6 separate regions of the Mus musculus genome follow, and all the other regions are linked to region 3. A link is a contact called in public Hi-C, HiChIP or PLAC-seq and promoter capture Hi-C data. All regions are on one chromosome and are shown on one strand. The core of a region is the stretch at or near the end of the contact, and the rest is flanking DNA. Distances in the headings are between cores, read along the strand shown. Region 1 holds the start of Col9a2 (collagen, type IX, alpha 2). Region 2 holds the start of Sf3a3 (splicing factor 3a, subunit 3). Region 3 holds the start of Trit1 (tRNA isopentenyltransferase 1). Region 4 overlaps Zmpste24 (zinc metallopeptidase, STE24). Region 5 holds the start of Zmpste24 (zinc metallopeptidase, STE24). Region 6 overlaps Rlf (rearranged L-myc fusion sequence).

Region 1 (3,449 bases), core at 600-3,099, 2.0 Mb after region 3:
AAGGGAGAGACAGGAGTGTGGTCCCAAGCTGCTCAGCCAGTCTACACGAGGTTCTCCAGCTACCTTAAAGAGGCATGTAGTGTGTCAGGGGACAGCACGAAGAGGAGGAAGAGAGGGAGGGGGATAAGGACACGCTGTGAGCCGAGGCCAACAGCAGAACAGCAGGCCCTTGTTGCTGGGTGGTTTTGACAGACTCCCACATTTCAAGGCTGGTTTGGGGTTTTCTCTGAACAAACAGACTCCTTGTGGTCTCTGCAGGCACCGCCTGCTGGCAACAGGGGGCGCTAAACTTCCAGGCATCCCCACCCCTGCGCTCATAAAGTTCTCCTTTGTGGATAGCCCTGCTTCCTCTCAAGTCTGAAGTTAGATACTCACGTCGATGCCATCTGAACCAGGCACTCCTGGTGGCCCTGGTGGCCCTGGAGGACCCGGCTCCCCTGGTGGACCTCTCTGAAAATACACAAGAGTGCAGCCCTCAGACAGTACGCAGAACTGGGCTCCCAGGGGCTGCTGGAGACCCCGAGAGCAAAGGTGACTAGGGCAGCATCTCCCCAAGGAGATGGTGCTTCATGGGGAGTTTGTTGAGCAGCTACTGTGTGTCAGGCACTGTGTGCCATTATGCTCTGTTACTTTATGAACTACTCAGAACTCGGGGGGGGGTACTATTAGGGGTGACAAGCAGAGGGTGAGGAAACACAAAAAGACTCAAGGCTCGTGATCACTGCAAGTGAATGCTGAAACCGTGATTACACCCTAGGTTGGCTGGCTTCTTCCCCTGGGTCACACGGTCTTTGCACTGTCACGATAGGAAATAGATGAAGACATCATTTGCTCAAATCACAGATGATGTGCAAGATGGCACCTAGCCAACGATGGCCGTTCGAACTATTGCTGTTTTCTAACCAACAACAGGTATAGCGGTGAACTGGCACCTCTCCCTCGTCCCTGGTGCAGGTAAAGAGACCTCAGAGAAGAAGGAAAGCTGGGACTCTTCCCACCCAATCCTCCCTAAGGTAGCGAACCAGCCCCGACTCAGGAAGTCCACGCGTGCCAGATGCTGGCGCCAGGTGCCCTCCCCAGGTTAAGATGTGCCAGGCTGGCGCCTCACAGGCGAACTGTACCCCTACACTAGCACTGCTTGGTGAGCGGGCCCAGCATCCCCATTTGGTCCTAAACCGGGCATCTCTTTCCTAGGGCCCAGCTGTCCCTGCGAAGTGAGGCAGAAGCCCACAGTCAGGAAACGGACATATTGGGGCGACAGGGAAGTCTGGCTGGAGCCTGGGTCCCTTAGGAGACTCCGGGGGCGGAGGCTCCGCTGTCGACTGAATAGCCACCATTGTCTCCGCACCACCTGGGCTCTCTCCACTGCCAGGCCCCCGCGCCATCTCCTGCTCGACGCTGCCTGTCCCAGGCAAGGCCAAGCATCCCGAGGCAAGGTCCCTCTGGTTCCCGGACTAGTCAATCTCCCTTCACCGCGAGCGGTTTGCCGGGTATGCATCACCCCAGCGGCTCTGTCCTCAGCTGCCCCTCAGGCTAGGGACAGACTAGAACAGGTCCTAAAGACTCCAGGATCCTAAACCCAGGCTCTGCACCAGGGACGGCGGAGACAGAGAAGTGACAGGACTTACGATCTGAGCCAGGGCGAGCCACAGCACCTGGAGGAGAACGAACAGGCTGCGGGGCGCGGGCACGGCGGTCATGGCGAACAGCGGGTTCTGGAGCGGGGGTCCAAGCACCGATGGCGGGGGCTGCTTTCGGAGCCTCGGACTGGATCTCCCGAAAACGCAGCTAGACGGGCCGGGGCGGGGACCTGCAGGCCTGTCACCTGAGAGCACTGTGGGGAGGAACTGTCCAGCTCCGCCCGGTCAGGGGCGGATCTTCTGTGCCCACCCTGGGTCTGCATTCTGAGTTTGACCAGACGCCCCAGCTGGGAAGTCCCGGGGGCATCTCGGGGTACGGGACTACTTTCTGTGTGAAGAGCAGAAGTCCATTCGAAGTCCCTTTCCTCCTTGCCTCCAAGATCAAAGCCTTCCTCCTGGCCCTCAGCCCCATCCTTTCCCCGGGCAAGCTTGTCTGGGTCCTTTATCCTCCAGAGCCTCAACCATCTCAGGTTCTGGAGACCTGGCCAGGACTCCACCAACTCCATCTTTTCTAAATTGGCTCAGTCCTCTCCACAAACAATCAGGTCCCTGCCATATTAAAACACACCAACATCTTTCTTGAATCTGCCACCTCGGGAATTCCCCATCTGCCTCTTCTCTCCCCCTCCACCATCAATTCCATTAGAGTTGTCTGTGGCCTCTAAATTTCCCTTTCCTCTCGCCTCCCTGCTTCCATCGACCAGTGCGATCCGAACATCTTCCATCCTTGAGGCATCCTGTTAGCATTTGGATCTGCCCTTGGCAATGCCAGTCCTTCACGTCTTCTCTCCCAAGCATCCACCAGGCATCCACCCCATGTGACCTTGTACAGTTATATCCTTTGAAGACAAGTTTTTATCTATGCGAATGAGTGTTTTGCCCTCAGGTATGACCCTGTCCCATGGGGGACCAGACATCCTTGGAACTGGAGTTGTAGAAAGGTGTAAGCTCCTACGTGGGTGCTGGCAACAACCTGGGTTTTTGCAAGAAGAGCACGAGCTCTTCAGCAGGGAGCCATCTCTCCAGATCCCTACAATTACATATTAAGGAGGAGTACATGTTCTATGAAAAGTGTCCCTTAGACTATCAAACACCACAATGCATAGTCACACAAACTAAAATGGACCTGGGCTATCTAACCGTGTGGAACCACCTGCATGTGTGAGGTCCACTGTCAGCCAAGTGACACGATTGTCTTTCTCCTCAGCGGCACCTGCATGCTGCTGTCTCCTGGACTGGGAGAGACTTCTCCCTCACCCCCTTTCAACTGACCTCCCAAGTTCATGGAAACAGCCACCACTTTATTCAGTAACACCCCAAACCCACCTGTCTGGTCACCTCGGTCCAGAGCCCCTTTCTCCTCTCCTTCTCTTCCACTCACTGGCTAAGGGCAGTGGATCTCATGCAGCCACTAACCACAGTTATGACCACAGACACCTCCATGACATAAATGAAGTCTTAGTTTCCTCCTCTGTAACTGGGAACAACATGGTCCCTATCTTAAAGAATTTGCTTGAAGATTGAAGGAGCTGATGGTGGCAGCTGCTTAATGTGACAGCAGTGCGCTGTGACCCTCAGTATCATTTGCTCTTGGTATCCAACTGGCCTCCAGTATGGAAACTTGACCACAAGCAAATCAAGTGACCTGGCCAAGGAGGAGGCCTGGACAGATGGCTCCACAGATAAAAGCACTCCTTACTTTTGTAGAATTTGGGGATTTGCATCCCACATCAGATGGCTCCCAACTACCTGTACCTCCTGTTCCATAGAATCCAATGCTCTCTTCTGGCTTCCATGGGCAACAGCAAA
Region 2 (3,514 bases), core at 401-2,900, 1.7 Mb before region 3:
ACTTGGATTCTCTCGAGCCTTCAGCAGCTCCTCAAATTCCACTGACATTGGCACACAGATCTGAGGGAAGGAGAAGAGTTCAGGTGGGCCTGGCGATGTCTCAGGCACACACAGGCCTGGGCTTCTAAGACTTGCTTTGGCTTTGACCTTGAGTGTACAGAGCTGCCTACTTAGTGTTCTCCACTTCCCTTGCTGCATAGCCGGGCAGACATTGATTGGCACAAAACACAGCATGCTAAGGAAGGGCTCCTTTGGAGGAGGCAGTCCAAGAGATATTTTACGAAAAAGCTGGCATTGGACATGAATCCTGAAGGGGTAACGACCTCTGCAAGTGAACAGAGCACCACTGTGTTGGTAGATTTCAGGGCAGAGCTAGGTGCACAGTATATTGAGTAGGAGACATTCTTGTGAAGCAGCCCTAGTGCTTCACCGTGTTCTCTTACTGCAGAGGGATGCCAAGAGGATGTCACTTAACATGCAGTGAAGTGGCACGTTCTTTCTTGGAGTGACATCTACATGGCATAGCTCCATTTCCTTTGCATCTTTCCCTTTTGTTAACGGCCAGGTCTAAGGACACTAAGTTGGGAGGCCTTACCTCATTTGGGTGCTTCCGATGGAATTCCTTTATCTGCTTGAGTCTGTTATAGAATTCAGCGAACTCGTTGGGTCCTGAGATAGCATTGAGCTCCTCCTTCCGCAGTCTGCAAGATATCAACAAACCCGAAGAGCATAAAGCACACAGCCCATGGTCTCACCAGGGCTCCTCAAAAGCACTAATTGTTAGAAGGGATGTGACCGTCACTTACCCGTCCTTATCATCATACAAATCCCTCAGGTTCCCACTGACCTCCATGTACCTCTGAAACAGAAGCGCAAAGCCATCAGAATGAAGCAAATTTGTACCACAGGGCTAAGTAAACAAGAAAGGATGTCTTGGCAAAACCCAAGGAAAACTCATGAGATACATGGTCTTCAAAGTTCCACCACTTTTAAGAGACAGCTTGATCCCGAGGTGGTTGCATACACTTTTAATCCCAGCACTTGGGAGGCAGAGATAGGACATCTGATTAGGTACCCTAGAGGGGCTTGTCTAAGAACTCAGGGGTAGAAATCACGCAGGGCCACTCAACCTTCCCAGCCTGCACTTTTCCCGCCCAGCCCGACCCCAGGGGAAGCGGACGGCGGCGCACTCACATCTTGCATGGCCCGAGTGCGGTGATCGGAATTGATCTGGTCCCGAAGCTGCAGAAAGGCAAACGGTAACACATACGTTGTTACTTTGAGTTTAGCAGTTGGAAAGAGCACCCGAGGGGTGATGCGCTTATTGGTTTAGGTCCCAGGGGCTGAAGCAGGAAGATTGAGGGGCCCTCGGAGGACGTTAACGAGGCCAGAGTGCCGAGCCAGCTTAGGAGGAGGGTGAGGATGGGGCGCAGAGAAGCTCCGAGGCCAAATACAGCGCGAGGGCTCGGCAAAGGACCCAGGCCCGCCTCCTGATGCGGCCCGGACCACGGCTCACTCACCGTGGACTTCTTCGTAAGCATCTCTTTGGCCATAACATCCATAAGCCGTTCCTTCTCCTCATGATAGCGCCGTTGCTGCTCTAAAATTGTCTCCATTTTCCCTTGGCCACGGCGTTTCAAGGCGGACCACTAACACTGCCGGAAACACCGCCTGCCGCCTTTCAGCCAGCGTCTCAGCGCGCAGCATCCGGCTGCACCAAAGTTCCGCGTGTCCCGGAAGTGTCTTGGGGGACTCAAGAAAAAAGGAACACCACGAAGAGAGCAAGCGGGTGCTATCCGCGACCGTGGCTACGCTTCCCCCTGCTGGCTGGGGGTCTGAAGGAGCGCTGCCTCCGCGTTGAAAGCTGGCTGTCTCTAAGAAGCCTGCAAGAATCCTGTAGGCTGAGGTTGAGAGACAGCTGGCTTGCCCGGGGCTTGCTGCAGAAAGCTGGGCCGGCAGGGACACACTAGCAGGAACGGATAAGTTGAAGGATACAGAACGGAAAGGGGAACTGGAAGCAGCAGTAGTTTTCAGTGTGTGACCTCTGGTGATGTTTTCCCCTTGTCTGGACTTTAGTGTGTTTGTCAGTAAAGTGGAGATGGTGGTGGGTTTGTTCTTAATAAAACTCATACATATTTGAACACAACCTTTGTTTATTGGCAGAGGAGTCTTTAAGAAAAACGTGGTACACTCAAGCAATGATATGCTTGCTGTTCAGCACAGGTTAACTTCTGATTCTCTGTAATTCTTTTTTTTTTAAAAGATTTATTTATTTATTATATGTAAAGTACACTGTAGCTGTCTTCAGACACACCAGAAGAGGGCATCGGATCTCATTACGGGTGGTTGTGAGCCACCATGTGGTTGCTGGGATTTGAACTTCCGACCTTCAGAAGAGCAGTCGGGTGCTCTTACCCACTGAGCCATCTCACCAGCCCCAATTCCATGTAATTCTTTATTTTTCTGCTTTTCGCCTACCACTTGCTGGAATTACAGGTATGAGCCACCACACCTAGCCACTGTATGGCTTAGAAAATGAAATCTAGACTGCCTTTCCTTAAAAGAGGAGGAAGAGGAAGAAGCAGAGGCAGAAGAGGCAGAAGGTGGAGGCAAACAGATCTTTGTGAGTTCTAGGCCAGTTTGGTCTACATAGTGAGTTCCAGGACAGCCAGGGCTGCATAGAGATCCAGTCTCATGAAACCAAACCAAACGAAACATAAACAAACAAACAAACAAACAAACAGAGTAGGGGCAGAGAGTGAATCAGTATAGAGAGCTGGGATTACAAGTGTGTGACAGTGCATGCACCAGGAAAGAGGCATCGGCGCAATGCAAAGTGGCTCACACCCGTGATCCTAGCGCTTAGGAGATGGAGGCAAGAGGAGAACAAGTTCAAGTTCAGCCTGAGCTATGTGATAAGACTCTATCTCAAAACAACAAACAAACAAAACACATACAAACATACACATACACACATACATATATACATACACATACAATACATACACACACATTCACACACACATACACACACATACATATATACACACACATGCACACATACATATACACATATATACACACACACATATATATATACACACACATACACACACATACATATATACACACACATATTCACACACACATTCACACACACATATACACACATACACACACATACATATATACACACACACATATATACACACACATTCACACAAACATACATACACATACACTTACACACACACACACACACACACACACACTCCAAGGCACTGGGTTTCAGCATCAACACAAGGGACTCTGGCCAGGTGGTCGTGGTGCACGCCTTTAATCCCAGCAGTGAGTTCCAGGACAGCCAGGGATATACAGAGAAACCCTGTCTCAAAAAACCAAAAAACAAAAAAGAAAAGAAAAAAGAAAAGGGACTCTACTCCATTCCTACTCTAGGCAGAGAAGGGAAAACACCGACCCTGTGTTCCTGTTATTCACAATTCACAAAATCTCT
Region 3 (3,295 bases), core at 315-2,814:
GCACTTGTAGTCTCTTCTGATCTTCTGAACCCGCCCACCTGAAAATGCTCTATAAGTAGCTCTGTTCACTTATTAGCTCTGTCTTACTCTATGTTTAGCCAGACTAACATTCCCCAATATAAGGAGTTTGGTCTAATGTACATATACACACACACACACAGTCACCATAGTTTTCACTGTTAACATATTTTTTAAACACTTGTAATAAGTGCTTCACATATATTTCATTTAATGATCACAAGGTTGTTTTTTATATTCTTCCTATTTTAGCAAAGGAACAAAGGTATCTTTGTTCATGTAGCAAAAAGTTGGGGGAAAAAAAATCTGGCTGAGATTCAGTTCAAGCTAAACTCTTTATCTCCCTAAGCTGGCACAAAGCAGGCTGCAAACAACTATTTGTTACATTACCTTACCTTTTAGTATAAGCTGATGATCTTATCATGGAAAAATAAATTATGAGGGTAGAAACAATGTCAGGAGCCTTATGAGGTAAAGTGGGGCAAAGAATTAATTACTAATTTTAGGTTACTAACCATGAGTTCTGCGACTGGTTGTATATGTTCGACACCTTTGAACATGCCTAACAGCTGTTGTAATTCTTCTCACATTCACCCAAAATGTCACCTACTCTCTAGCTCAAATGCTCCTACATCCCCGAAAGTCCTCTCGCAAAGAGGACAAAAGGATTAAAAAACAAAAACAAATAAACAAAAAAGCCCTCAGGTTCAGCCAATATTTACCACAATGTCTGACCTTCGAGCTGGCCTCCCTCTCTCCACTGTAACACTCCAATGTCTCACTTATTAAATACTTTAGCCTTGTGATTGTGGGGCAAATGACATTTCCTCCACTTTACAAATATAATATTCAAGTAAAGGGCACTGTTGATCTGAAGTCACGAAGCCAGTGGCTGCCTCTGACTGCTCTAGTGCCCAAGAAGACACTCACAGGTGGCATCTGACTTACCTTGGGCTAGAATTAGAATTATGGCAAAATTTGGGAATAATTAACTTACTGAAATTCACCGGATGTCAACCTTAAACGTTCCACTATCTCTCCTCCATTTATTTGCAATGTGCCACGCACAAGGTCACTTCACCTCCCCAGCCCCCAACATTTTTATCCATAAATGAAACTGTTGGTACTATCTACGAAAGAGTAATGGCCTGAGAAGTTACTTAGCGATCACAGGACACAATGGACACTGTCTGCCATTGGAATGGGTACCTAGCAGGTGTGGGTTCCTTTCATCTGGATCCCCATACGCCTCGAGGTTCACCCACTACAGCCACGCGACAGGGTGTCCCCTAGTCCAGAGGCCCGCACGCGACCTCCAGGGTTCCCAGGCCCCCGGGCCAAGCACGCTGCCATACCTGCATGGAGTCGGCGCTGACGATCTCGCCGCCGAGCCGCTGGCCTAACTGCAGAGCCAGGGTGGACTTGCCAGTCCCAGTAGCCCCGAGAATCACTACAAGTGGCAGTGTTCGCCGCAGGCCTCGGAATCCAGAGCTCACAGGAACTGCTCGTGCAGCAGCCGCAGCCGCCATCTTGAAGGCATCTGAGCATGCGCCGAAGCAGCTGTCCCCATGGCAACAGTCAGTGCGCCGGCGCGGATCTCCGGCTCAGAACGCGGGGAGGGTGGAAAGGAGGAAACTGTGGGACAAAGGTACCAAGCTTAGGAGGCCCATGACGTAACTGCCTTCGACTAGCTGAGATTAGCCCACCGACTTGCTTTCTCAAAGGAGAGATGGCAGCCCATCTAAAATATTTCTGTCTACATTGCGTCCAGGCACCCAATTCTTTTTCCTCATAGCATTAATTCAAGAATAAAACTGTATAACTGGCCTCTGGTTTATTGTCTGAGTTCTACCACAGGCTGTTAATTTCACAAAGACAAGAAGCACATTCTGACTAGTTCATTGCTGAGTCTCCTGTGCCTAGCACAGGCACCCACCAATGATTAAATGGACAGAGAAACGACTTGCCTACCTTAGCGTTGGATTTAATAAGCTCAGAGAGTGTCCGATTCTCAGTCATTCTTCAAAATCAGATCTGTCCAATTCTCAGTCAAGAGCATGGCTCTAATGTTTGAATTCCACACTCATTTAGACACAATCAGAAAGCAGGACAAAGCTCTGCGTTGGCATAAAGCAGTCAAGAGATAGGCTTAAAAGCAAAAGAACAAGCAAGTGAATGACAACCCAAAAATTAGAAGAGGAAGCAGAAGAAAATCAAAGGGTAAAGCAGATACAAGTGAGGGAAAGAAAAATCAGAATCAAGGATGGCCAGACTTCAAGATTCCACACACCACTTTGAGAAATGGCTTTAAGAATCCAGAGAGATGGTTTAACATGTAAAGTTGCTGGCAGCCAGATCTGATGACCTGAGTTCAATCTCCAGGATCCGCATGTGGAAGGAGAGAGCTGATGCTGACCTCTGTACACACACACACACACACACACACACACACACACACACACACACCACACACACTGAAGTTTAAAATTAAGAAAGAATGGTTATGGAACCCGATGAACCTAGATTCAAATTCCAGCTCTCAGACTTATCAGCTGAGAGCTGATTAATTCTCATCAGAATTAATTCCATTAGCAGCATTTTTTTTTCTCTTTGTCTGAAGACTGAACCCAGGCCCCCCCTGGGTGCTGAATATACACTCTAGCACTGAGCTGAGCACACTTCAGACCCTTACTTCACCTCTTAACCTCAGCAATTTTATCTTTCCATTCTTCCAAGGATTGCCATAAGGAAAAGGTGAAATAATGTCTGGAAAGTGCTTGCTTCAAATGCACTGGCACATAACAACCACCATTTGTTAAACAGTTTGTGTTATTATAATTGTACAATCCCATCTGCCTCCCTAAATAAGTAAGAGCAAAAGCCTAAGGGCAGAGAATCTTTCAATAACGTGTAAAGATGCTTAAATACCCCTTCTGCTAACCTCTAGCTAGTTGGGCAGTTTAAGGGGTCTGAGGATGCAGGTTTAGTGGTAGAGCATTTGCTTAGTCAGCATGAGGCTCTGGGTTCAGTCAGCACTTGGGATGGGGGCGGGGGCATAAGTGCTTTTTCTCTGAGACTGCTTCGGTCTAGCTCCTAGGTAAAGCCACGAGTAGTCTGATATGTTTTGTAATGTGGTGGCATGATGCAGCAGGAGGAGGTGCCTCAGCATGGGGCCGCTGAGACCCCCACCCCCAGGTATCAGCCACCCAATGGGTCTAGTAGGAAATGTTTATTTGAGGGATGAGAAGGGAGTGGAGGCAGAGAAAGAAAGGGGACA
Region 4 (3,149 bases), core at 584-3,083, 1.9 Mb after region 3:
CCGTCCTCCATCTCTCCTCTCTCCTCTCTCCTCTCTCCTGCATTTTCCTTCCTTACATCCTTTTCCTTCTCTGTTTCTCATATTCTAATCTGCTTCATCACAGACAATCATACAGGCAAGGGGAACGTTCACAGACCCTAGAAAATACCATCTGTCCATTCTTCAGCTCCACTGGTGATGAGGGTTATTTCCACCTGAACTGTGTGGCGTTTGTTGCTTTATCTCTCACTGGTGGGATCGAGATCAGAAGATGAGCTACTTGTCTTTAAATACCTGTAATATGGCAGAGACGGAGAAAATACTCTAGAAGTGCCATTTCCACCAGCATGAACAAGGGTGTGTTATAATTGGCTTACAGTGCCAGAAATCCCCAAGAAAGGCTGCTGATTAGGCCCAGAGTTCTTAGTCACTGTTAGTAGCATTATCTTCTAAAATCCAGTTGACTTGTGTACAGTGTTATTACAGTGCTATTTTGATTTAATTTACTAAACAGATAATGTCCTGGGTGTTTGTTGGATGAACATAATTATATTATATAATTAAGTTGTTATTAATGAACAGTCTTTCCTGTTACTTATTTTTCAGGTTCTTGTCACCATTTATGCTGACTATATTGCCCCTCTGTTTGACAAATTCACACCTCTACCGGAGGGAAAGCTTAAGCAGGAAATTGAAGTGATGGCAAAGAGTATTGACTTCCCTTTGACTAAGGTGTATGTTGTTGAAGGTAAGGCTACCTGGAGGTGAGGAGAGTGGTCTGAGTACTCTGTTCTTAAGTCAGTCAGTCTTTATTATTTATGTTTGTTACTTAAAAAATAGGGTCAGATTTTACAGTTGGCTTTTTAAGATTTATAGAATCTGCACAGGAGAGATGACTCAACAGTTAAGACTCATGGGTGTTCTTCCAGAGGAGCCAAGTTAGATTTATAACATCTACATAGTGGCTCACAATTGCCTGTAATGTAAAATTTTAGAAATGAAATAAAAATACAGGGAAAAAAAAGATTTATAGGAACTTATGGCATTTCTTCATATAGAAACTGGTAGCCTGATGCCAAATCCAGTTTTTGTCTGCAACTCTGTTTGATTAACCATATAGTATTGTTCTTAATCTTTGTTCAAAGCCTTTTTACTATCTCATCCTGTACTGTATAGTAGACCAAAACTCACCCTATTGTCTGCCTGGCTCCTTTGGGTAATTGAATTGGACTCTTGAATGAATGATTAGCTATATAGCACTAGTTTAAAGGCTGCAAAACAAAACCAGTGTTCTTGGCTTTGTTTCCCCTAGCAGAGCATCAGTGTCCCAGGGGGACTCTAATCTGTGGCACCATCAGACACCTCACATTATTAAACTGTTTTTCTGTTTGCCTTGGGGAGTTAAGCCACCTGTTAGTTTCATAAGACTGATTAAGTTTCACGGAGGCTGCCAAATTAAGAGGATAACAGTTGGGTGTGTGTCAGGATTTCAGTTTAAAATAAATATAAAAGATTCTGTCTCAGCAGCTTACTAGCTATGGGATCTTAAACGAATCACTTCTTCCCTCTACCTTTCAACCGTGTGTCCTCTGAATGGTAGTTCTCTGTAAAAAAGCAAGCTATTCACTGTTGAGAGCTATGTGGCCTACAGTATTCTTCAGAGATTCAGTTCTATATGGCAGAAGCAGCCACAGACAGGGCATAAGCATGGAACCTGGCTGTGTTCCAATAAGACTACATGCAAACAAGCAGCACCTTGCATTTGATTTGAAGCCATAGTTTGCTGGTGCCTACTACAAACTAAACTGTTACCAATGAGAAGCAATTGCAAAGTGAAAGAACAGAGATGGCTGTCACTAGAATGAGCAGCTGCAAAAGTACGTCAGTCTGACAGGCCTCTGTAAGTCAGGGTAAAGAGTAGCCAAACCTGACCTCAGAATTACTCTACAATTGAGGTTGACCGTGAACTCTTGACCTTATTCCCTCGTGTTGGGATTATAGGTGTGAGCCACCACACACAGCCAGGAGACTGTCCTGGGCTTCTGCATAGGGATGCATTATAGGGCAAGGCAAGAACAGAAAAGAAGCACTAAGAGCAGTGAGAAGGCTATTTGGGCAGTCTAGACTAAATGAGGTCGGGTTGTGGTTGTGGTTGTTGTTTTCTTTTGTTATGTTTTAGACTTGCTCAAAGTTGATGAAGAAAAACAAAGAACGTTGCTGCCATTTGCTGATTTACATACAGGGAAATGAGGAGAGACATTAGGATAACTAACAGCCTGGATTTGATGTGGACAGTCATAAATGGCAGCTTGTTGAGAGGGAATAGAGTTTGAAGAAGAGTAGATTCATAAGGAACTAAGAGTTCTCATGTCTGTGCTAGTATTGAAATAGCTTTAAACACCATCTTAGTCATAGCTCTACAAGAGCTAGCGATTTAAGCAGAGGAATTTTTTTTTGGTTTGTTTTTGGGGGGGGGGGGGGTTGGTTTTTTTCGAGACAGGGTTTCTTTGTGTAGCCCTGGCTGTCCTGGAACTCACTCTGTAGACCAGGCTGGCCTCAAACCCAGAAATGAACTCAGAAATCCTCCTGCCTCTGCCTTCTAAGTGCTGGGATTAAAGGCGTGCACCACCACTGCCCGGCAGGAATTTCTTATTGATAACTACAACATCTCCAGAAAGCTCTTTGCCAACCTTAAGAAATGGACTTTTAGATGGGTGGTTATGGGCTCAGACTCATAGAGTGGAGCCAGTATGGATGGGGAGGTTACATTGTTACCACTGCAGAATCCTCTATTCAAGGCTTATATCACTTAATCTCATTGACAAGCACCTTGTCTTCCATGAGGACCTGAGTTTAATCTCCAGAATCCATATAAAAATGCCTTGTGTAGTGGCACTCAGTGGTATTCCCAGTGCTGGGGAGGTAGAGGCCAGAGGATCCTTGGAGCACACTGGCCAGCCAGTGTAGCCTAGGCCAATAAGAGGCCTAATCTCAAAGGAAGTAGATGGCATTTTGAGGATAACACCTGAGATTGTTCCGTGGCCTTCACGTGTTTCCAGCCTCAACACGGGGTCAGAGTTCTCAACTGGAAGCAGGGATATCTGGAAGGTACATAATAAACAGACACAGACTACTTTTTGGGTACAAACTGACAGGCAATTTTTCAAGGC
Region 5 (3,456 bases), core at 675-3,174, 1.9 Mb after region 3:
AAACAATAAAAATATCTTGCAAGATCTTGTGCCACCTGCACCCCACTTGCACCATTGGGGCCCCTCAATAGGGGAGGTGTCAAGCCAAGAGGGTTATGCCCCAGTGCTATTTGGCAGATGGACTGGACTCACTATCCCTCTTTTTGTAATCTTAGATATGTACATGTTACTGTAGATACTTGCTGCTTCACTGTATATGCTGTGGCCTCAATGGGAGAAAAAGCTTCCCACACCATCAAGGCTATGGAATCTGCTATGTTGGTTATGGGAGTGCCTTGGGTTTTGAAGACAGATAATGACCCTCCCTATGCATCTCAACAATTCAATGAGTTTGATGCCTCATGGAAGATTAACCACACTTTTAGGATTCCTTATAACCCTCAAGGTCAGAGGATAGTAGAAAGGTCCACTCAGACTCTAAAGGACTTGCTGACTCAGTTTACCTCCCCTGAATCCAAACATGACCTTCCCCTGGCCCTGGCAGAGGCCCATTTTCACCTAAACTTCCTCACCTTTGATCAGGGATTAAGCCCTACCTATAAACATTGGGCTTACCTACCTAGGAATACCACTCTTCCATTGGTACAATGGAGAGAGTCCCTAACATCACAGTGGCATCCACCCTTTGTTGACACAAGGGCTAGGCTATGCTTGTGTTTTTCCACAGGACTCTACAACACCATGATGGGTGCCAGTACAAAACATCCAACCAGCCATGGAAAAGGAGGACAGGGACGAAGCCTCCTCTCTGAAGACCTTCTACCTGAGGAAATGGCACTTGTTAGAGCTATGTCTCTACTTGCCTGTGATCCCTGTTTTCATGCCATTTGCCTTACACCCAATCAAGTACAAAATATTTCCCAGGCCCATGAACAAAACTCAAAGTTCAGCTAACAGTTCAATCAGTAATTTTGCTGAAAGCAAAAAATCCCCCAAAAGAACTTTTGGTTGCCAAAGAATCTGTGATCCTATATTGAAGTAATTCACTTTGTCAAGTAACTTCTACTGATTACGCTCATGCAGATAAATTTAGTCATGGTTGAGAAATTTGAAACCTTAATCTCAACATCTTTAGCATCACAATCTCACCATATTTTAAATTGGAGCTACATATTTTAATTGGAGCTAAAGATTTCGCAATTCACTATAAATAATGTTTATACAAAGTGCTATTAGTTCATAGAAACTATTAATTAAATAACATTTACTTTGTGGTCAGAAAAATTCTGGCTTCACGTTTCAAGTAAAGTCAAAGTAGTAACAGGGGCCATAGTGACCCTATTTCATTGTTGAATTCCAAGGCAAAGGTACTGAGCTGTGATGGTGTGTGGTGATGTGTGGTGGTGGTGGTAGTGGTGGTGGTGGTAGTGTGTGTCTGAAACAAGGTCTTGCTAGGCTTAAAGGCAGTGGCTACCAAGCCTGCCTGTTTGAGGTTAGAAATGCAGTCCCAGGACTCACAGGTAAATGCCTCTTCTGACTTCACTTGGGGAGGATGAGATGAAATGTGTAAATGAAAATCCTAATCACTAGAGTCATTTTCATCTCTAATATTCCCAAAACCAGAACTTTCGAAGACAAGCCAAACAACCCCAAATGCCTCGTTTGGTTAGTTATCCTGGAGATGCACATCTAACCTTTGAACGGCACTAAATAGAAGGAAGGAAAAGTTTTAGAGCCTCTCTCATCCTTCCCAGCTACTTCTAGAGGGAATATTTCTATGACCCGGCTTATCCGGTCCGGTTAAGCACCGGGGTCCATTGCCCTCTCTGGTAACCCGCCAAAGCAAAGGAGAGGCGGCGACCACACTGACGTTCCCAGGAAGAAGGCCGGAACCTTTGAATTGGATCCCTGCACACAGAATCCGGAGGGATATTTCAGGTGCACCGCTGCTCATTCTTCAGGCGGAAGTGAGGAAGGTGGGGCGTCTTATTCTAGCAGAAATAAGTAGGTCCTTGAAGAGTAAGGCTGGAGGGAATCGTGTCTTTGTGACACTTCTGGCAAAGCTGAGGGAATGGGCGTCTGAAGAAGCCCTCGGAAGGGACCCGTATTGTTGTGACACCGCTGGCACTCTCCGAGGGACGCGTGTCGCTGAGGCACCGGTGCACGCTAAAGGAGCGGGTGAGATAGGGTGACGATGGGGATGTGGGCATCGGTGGACGCTATGTGGGACTTCCCTGCGGAGAAGCGAATCTTCGGGGCGGTGTTGCTCTTTTCCTGGACGGTGTATCTTTGGGAGACCTTCCTAGCACAGCGGCAGGTGAGCATTGACGTGTCTCCCCCGGCTGAGCCCCTGGACAGCCTTAGGCCAGCCCGAGCCTCTACCCAAGCCCCTTAGTGTTTGCCCGGATGTAGCAAACCGTAACCCCCGGTGAGCTTCCTAACTTTTCCTAATGGTGACTGCCGCTTTGAGGAGTTTTTGGAAAGGCAGAAGTTGTTTGCAACGTTGTAATGGGACCCAAGCCTGTAAGCGGCTAATGAAAGGGAAGAACTGCCCTACCGCCAAACTTGAGCATGTCTATGCCTGCTTTACAGCGTCTTAAGAATCTTTGGACCGGGACTTGACCAAGCCTCGTTGGTATAGGCTTTCTAAGTGGAGGTGCTAAATTTGTAGAATAATAACTTCCCATGATATTGATGTTACCATGCTCAACCTCACTTTGCAACCGTTCCAAAGACTCGCACGCCGTTTGAAAATCCTCATTAGAGCAAATGTTGTTTGGGGCCACAATGTGTGTGTGTTTCATTAAAATTTCTCTTTGGGTTTTTTGTTTAAAACGTTAAATAGTGCAGTAGAAAAGCTAACAGTTTTCCATGGAGATAGCCATAATTAACAGTTTAATTCGAAATGTGAACGTTTTAGTGAGATGGACTTTGAAACAACAAAACAAGTTATCTGCAACATTATAATGGGTCCCAAGCCTGTTGGTGTCTAATAAAAGGAAAGGACAGCCCTGCCGTCAAACTTATGCAGGTCTATGCCTGCTCTGCAGTGTCTAAGTTTGGACAACACTCGTCTGTGTCGTCCTTGAGAACCTTCCCCTTTAACTGCTGGACCTATTTCTTGAGCTCTGCAGTCCTTTTCGTCTGCAGTTTTCTTCTAACTTACACTGTATGTGAGTTTCTTTGCCAGGCAAGTGCTCTCCCACTGAACTACATTTCCCAGCCCTTCGTGACTCTCCGGATTGCAAGTTTGAAATTTTTTTTTTTTTTTTGGTTTTTTTGTTTTTTGTTTTTTGAGACAGGGTTTCTCTGTATAGCCCTGGCTGTCCTGGAACTCACTCTGTAGACCAGGCTGGCCTTGAACTCAGAAATCCGCCTGCCTCTGCCTCCAGGGTGCTGGGATTAAAGGCGTGTGCCACCAAGCCCGGCACAAGTTTGAATTTTAAAAATCTGTCAGTGTCGGGTTATGTCTACCTCAGTCTCTTCCTTTAGTATGTTCAACGTGTTAAAAATTAC
Region 6 (3,066 bases), core at 384-2,883, 1.8 Mb after region 3:
GTTAGTACAGAAGCAGCCCAGGTCCCAGATTGCCTCTAGGTACTTCCTCAGTTCAAGCAGCCAGCTGTTTTCTTCTCACTCATTAATGTCAACCCCCTCGGTCCTCATTGCTAACTGATGTTTAAATCTTAGTTCTCATCATCTTTGGAGTCCTCCCATCTCCTTACTTTTGCATTTTAAAATGTTAACCCCTGTTTCAGGGATGAGATTCAATTGCTGACTCCCGCGGAAGCTTGCCCTTTACAATATAATCACATTGCTCAGATTTAGAACTTTATTTTCAAAATAGGATTTCTCTGTGAGGCCCTGGCTATCCTGGGACTTGCTCTGTAGACCAGACCAGCCTTGAACTCAAATGATCTGCCTGCTTCAACCTACCAAGCGCTGGGATTAAACTCTCCACCTCTTAGCTAGATTTAGAATTTTATGTATTTCATTTGTTGAGAAATTAAAATCAGAATAAGATTTCTTGTGTTATGTGCAGATTTTAAAATAATGCACACACTTATCTTTAAAAAAAAATCCAGTTACCCTACGATGTTCATTTGTAATGAACAACTGACACTTGTAGTTGTTTTAGTTGGGTCGTTGTTGCTGTTGCTGTTGCTTTGGGGGTGCAGGTTCTTCTGTAGCTGGATGAGGATGACACTGAACTTCTCATCTGTCACTGACTCTCAAGGGTTGGGATGACAGGTCTGCAAACCATGGCCATCTTTTGGTACTAGGATCAAACCCAGAACAGTGAGCAGGCGAGACAGTTCTACCTAAACTGAGCCACTTCCCTGACATGACCACAGGATTGCAAAGTAGTGGGTGTCACTTAGCACTATTGCCAGAAAACTTCCCAGAAGCAGTGACTTTCGAATGGGAGGTGGATGTGGTAAACTCTGAGGAAGTAGGCCAAATGATGACCACACTGCAGAGGCTGCAGACACTAAAGGTAGTGGAGTCGGAAGTAAAGGCAGAGTTTGGAAATAAGCATATTTATTAAAGCGATAGTAGGTTTGTGAGTTCTGAGTAGACATACAGAATAGTGATAAAACATGGGTATTGGAGGCAGGTGACTAGTTCAGATTAAAGCGTAAAATCTGTCCGTCCCCCCCCCCCCCTTTGGCTCTTCAAGGGGGTTTCTCAGTGTAACCATCTCTTGCTGTCCTGGACTTACTTTGTAGACCAGGCTAGACTCGAATTCACAGAGATCCACCTGCCTCTGCCTACTGAGTGCTGGGATCAAAGGTTTGCACTACCACACCCAGCTTCTGCTTTCTTATTTAAAAAATGAAGTAAAGGTCGGGGATATAGATCAGCGGAGGATGGAAATGACAAGGAAGTCTCTCTGTGTCTCTTTTAAATCAGCTGAAGGGTTGGATGTGGCTCAGTTTGTACAGTGCTTACCTACTGTATATGAAGCTCTGAGTTTGGACCCCTACCCAGTAGCTCATAAAACAGTTCTATAGTCCCAGTCTTTAGAAAGTGGATCAGAAATTCAAAGTCATTCGTGCCTAAATGGGAAGCCTGACACTGGCTAGAGACACTTTTTTTTTTTTTTTTTTTTTTGGCTGTAGCTAATGTGGAAAGTGTGAGTTGGTTACAAGTAACAACACAAGGTGAAAGAGCTGCGGTTTCACCTAGCCACTTCCTCATTGTAAGCAGGCAGCTGCTAGGCAAGGCCTAACATGCTTGAAGCTCTAGGTTCTACTCCAATCTTCCTCTCCCTCTCCTCCTCCTCCTCCCCCCTCATACACACACACACACACACACACACACACACACACACAGAGAGAGAGAGTAGCCTGTGGGCCTAGCATGCTTGGATATACTTAAACTTAGGTGCCATAAGAGCCTACTGTACATCTCAGCTATATATTGTATCTACCTTATTGCTGCTAGGCTCTGAATTTTGTGCATCAAGTTACTATACTAGATACTGTTGGCAACTTGCAACACATCATTAGGCATCTATGTTTCTAAATAAAACCAAACATGGAAAGGTATAGTAAAAATAATAGACAATAGAACATTTTCTGCGCTTTTCTTTTTTTAACTAGAATCCAATTTTATTCAGATCAGCACTGTCCAACAAAATACTGTCTTAATTTATGATCTGAGTTCTGGAGTGTCAGAATAAATTATGGCATACTTTGAAAGCCACAAGACATTAATTTTATAATAAAAAATGGAAGACTAATACTTTTTCAAAATATGCTGTAGAGGCCTGGAGAGATGGCTCATTGGTTAAGAGTTCTTGCTGCTCTTGCACAGGACCTTGGTTTATTTCCCAGCACCCACACCGTGACTCGAAACCACATGTAACTCCAGTTCCAGGGACTCTGAATCCCTTTTCTGACTGAGCATGTACACAATACACATACATACGTCTAAGCACGCACTCAGGATTTTTGAGACAGGGTTTCTATGTAGCTCTGGCTATCGTGGAACACACTATGTATGTACATCAGGCTGGTCTTGAAGTCAAAGCTCAACCTGTCTCTGCCTCCCCGAGTGCTGAGATTAAACTCACATTCCTCCGTGCCTGGTTCAAAATTTAAAAAAAAATTTTTTTTGTAAAGATAACCATTAAGGATATACTCTTTTCTTTCTTCCTAATCCCAGCACAGGTCATTTTTGTTCTGGGGTTCTGGCTTTTAGGATCCTCCAAATAATTTATAGTCTCTACCCTTGTTTTTGTTTGCACCTTTGTTTTATTGATTTAACTTAAAAATTGTATTTATCTGTATGTAAAAATGTTTTGCTTGCATGTAATCTGTGGTTGGTACCTGTACAGGTCAGAAGATGGATGGCATCAGATCCCTTGGAACTGGAGTTTCAGATGACTTATATGTACTGAGACGTGAACCTGGGCCCTCCAGAAGAGCAGCCAGTGCTCTTAATCTAGAAAAGCAACCTCTCCAACCCTTTTTACTCTTTTTTTAAACATTGTCTATTTTGATTAGTTTTAATTATGTAAATTTGTAGGTCTCTGCATGGGTATGTAAATAAGAGTGCTGATGCATGAGAGGCAGGAAAGGGGTGCTGGGGTTTTAACTGCTCAAGGTCAGCTGCAGG

What was found. Promoter capture Hi-C pulls out the DNA fragments that hold promoters and counts their contacts. A called contact is a pair of places that touch in the nucleus more often than the background predicts. HiChIP or PLAC-seq counts read pairs in DNA pulled down with a chosen protein or histone mark.
Region 1: a promoter capture Hi-C map of second pharyngeal arch cranial neural crest shows a contact between it and region 3. The contact joins the promoter of Col9a2 here to the promoter of Trit1 in region 3. A contact is called at or near these places in 8 of 39 promoter capture datasets (cranial neural crest, frontonasal cranial neural crest, hippocampal neurons and 5 more) and 5 of 115 datasets of contacts at active chromatin or transcription factors (astrocytes, embryonic stem cells, large pre-B cells and 1 more).
Region 2: a Hi-C map of B cells shows a contact between it and region 3, with 6 read pairs. The contact joins the promoter of Sf3a3 here to the promoter of Trit1 in region 3. A contact is called at or near these places in 2 of 39 promoter capture datasets (liver and pre-B cells) and 1 of 484 Hi-C or Micro-C datasets (B cells).
Region 4: a contact with region 3 is called in a promoter capture Hi-C map of cranial neural crest. The contact joins the enhancer-like site here to the promoter of Trit1 in region 3. A contact is called at or near these places in 7 of 39 promoter capture datasets (cranial neural crest, frontonasal cranial neural crest, hippocampal neurons and 4 more) and 3 of 115 datasets of contacts at active chromatin or transcription factors (embryonic stem cells and large pre-B cells).
Region 5: a promoter capture Hi-C map of stem cell-derived epiblast-like cells shows a contact between it and region 3, with 5 times the contacts expected there. The contact joins the promoter of Zmpste24 here to the promoter of Trit1 in region 3. A contact is called at or near these places in 9 of 39 promoter capture datasets (the C10 cell line, cranial neural crest, frontonasal cranial neural crest and 5 more) and 7 of 115 datasets of contacts at active chromatin or transcription factors (acute myeloid leukemia, astrocytes, embryonic forebrain and 2 more).
Region 6: a contact with region 3 is called in an H3K27ac HiChIP or PLAC-seq map of T-cell acute lymphoblastic leukemia, with 4 times the contacts expected there. The contact joins the enhancer-like site here to the promoter of Trit1 in region 3. A contact is called at or near these places in 7 of 39 promoter capture datasets (the 3T3-L1 cell line, the C10 cell line, cranial neural crest and 4 more), 6 of 115 datasets of contacts at active chromatin or transcription factors (T-cell acute lymphoblastic leukemia, embryonic stem cells, large pre-B cells and 3 more) and 1 of 9 other capture datasets (embryonic stem cells).

What each region holds. Positions count from the first base shown.
Region 1 is chr4:121,037,966-121,041,414 of GRCm38.p6, reverse strand. Col9a2 (collagen, type IX, alpha 2) reads right to left here and starts at 1,849. Exons shown (of 32, transcript NM_007741.2): 1 at 1,629-1,849; 2 at 376-450. The coding sequence starts at 1,700.
Region 2 is chr4:124,712,997-124,716,510 of GRCm38.p6, reverse strand. It overlaps Sf3a3 (splicing factor 3a, subunit 3), which reads right to left and starts at 1,650. Exons shown (of 17, transcript NM_029157.3): 1 at 1,521-1,650; 2 at 1,195-1,242; 3 at 807-859; 4 at 596-701; 5 at 1-60. The coding sequence starts at 1,616.
Region 3 is chr4:123,014,862-123,018,156 of GRCm38.p6, reverse strand. Trit1 (tRNA isopentenyltransferase 1) reads right to left here and starts at 1,564. Exons shown (of 11, transcript NM_025873.3): 1 at 1,374-1,564. The coding sequence starts at 1,547.
Region 4 is chr4:121,078,750-121,081,898 of GRCm38.p6, reverse strand. It overlaps Zmpste24 (zinc metallopeptidase, STE24), which reads left to right. Exons shown (of 10, transcript NM_172700.3): 6 at 586-727. Among named protein-coding and RNA genes, the nearest start is that of Gm23540, 3.8 kb to the left of the region's middle. Within about 2 kb of position 1,833, at least 18 of the 459 cell types and tissues checked have an H3K27ac peak or open chromatin away from gene starts, as enhancers often do.
Region 5 is chr4:121,096,678-121,100,133 of GRCm38.p6, reverse strand. It overlaps Zmpste24 (zinc metallopeptidase, STE24), which reads left to right and starts at 1,924. Exons shown (of 10, transcript NM_172700.3): 1 at 1,924-2,257. The coding sequence starts at 2,135.
Region 6 is chr4:121,194,983-121,198,048 of GRCm38.p6, reverse strand. The region is part of intron 1 of Rlf (rearranged L-myc fusion sequence); the gene reads left to right. Among named protein-coding and RNA genes, the nearest start is that of Rlf, 19 kb to the left of the region's middle. Within about 2 kb of position 1,633, at least 115 of the 459 cell types and tissues checked have an H3K27ac peak or open chromatin away from gene starts, as enhancers often do. A contact at or near this core is called in T-cell acute lymphoblastic leukemia, where this site is marked.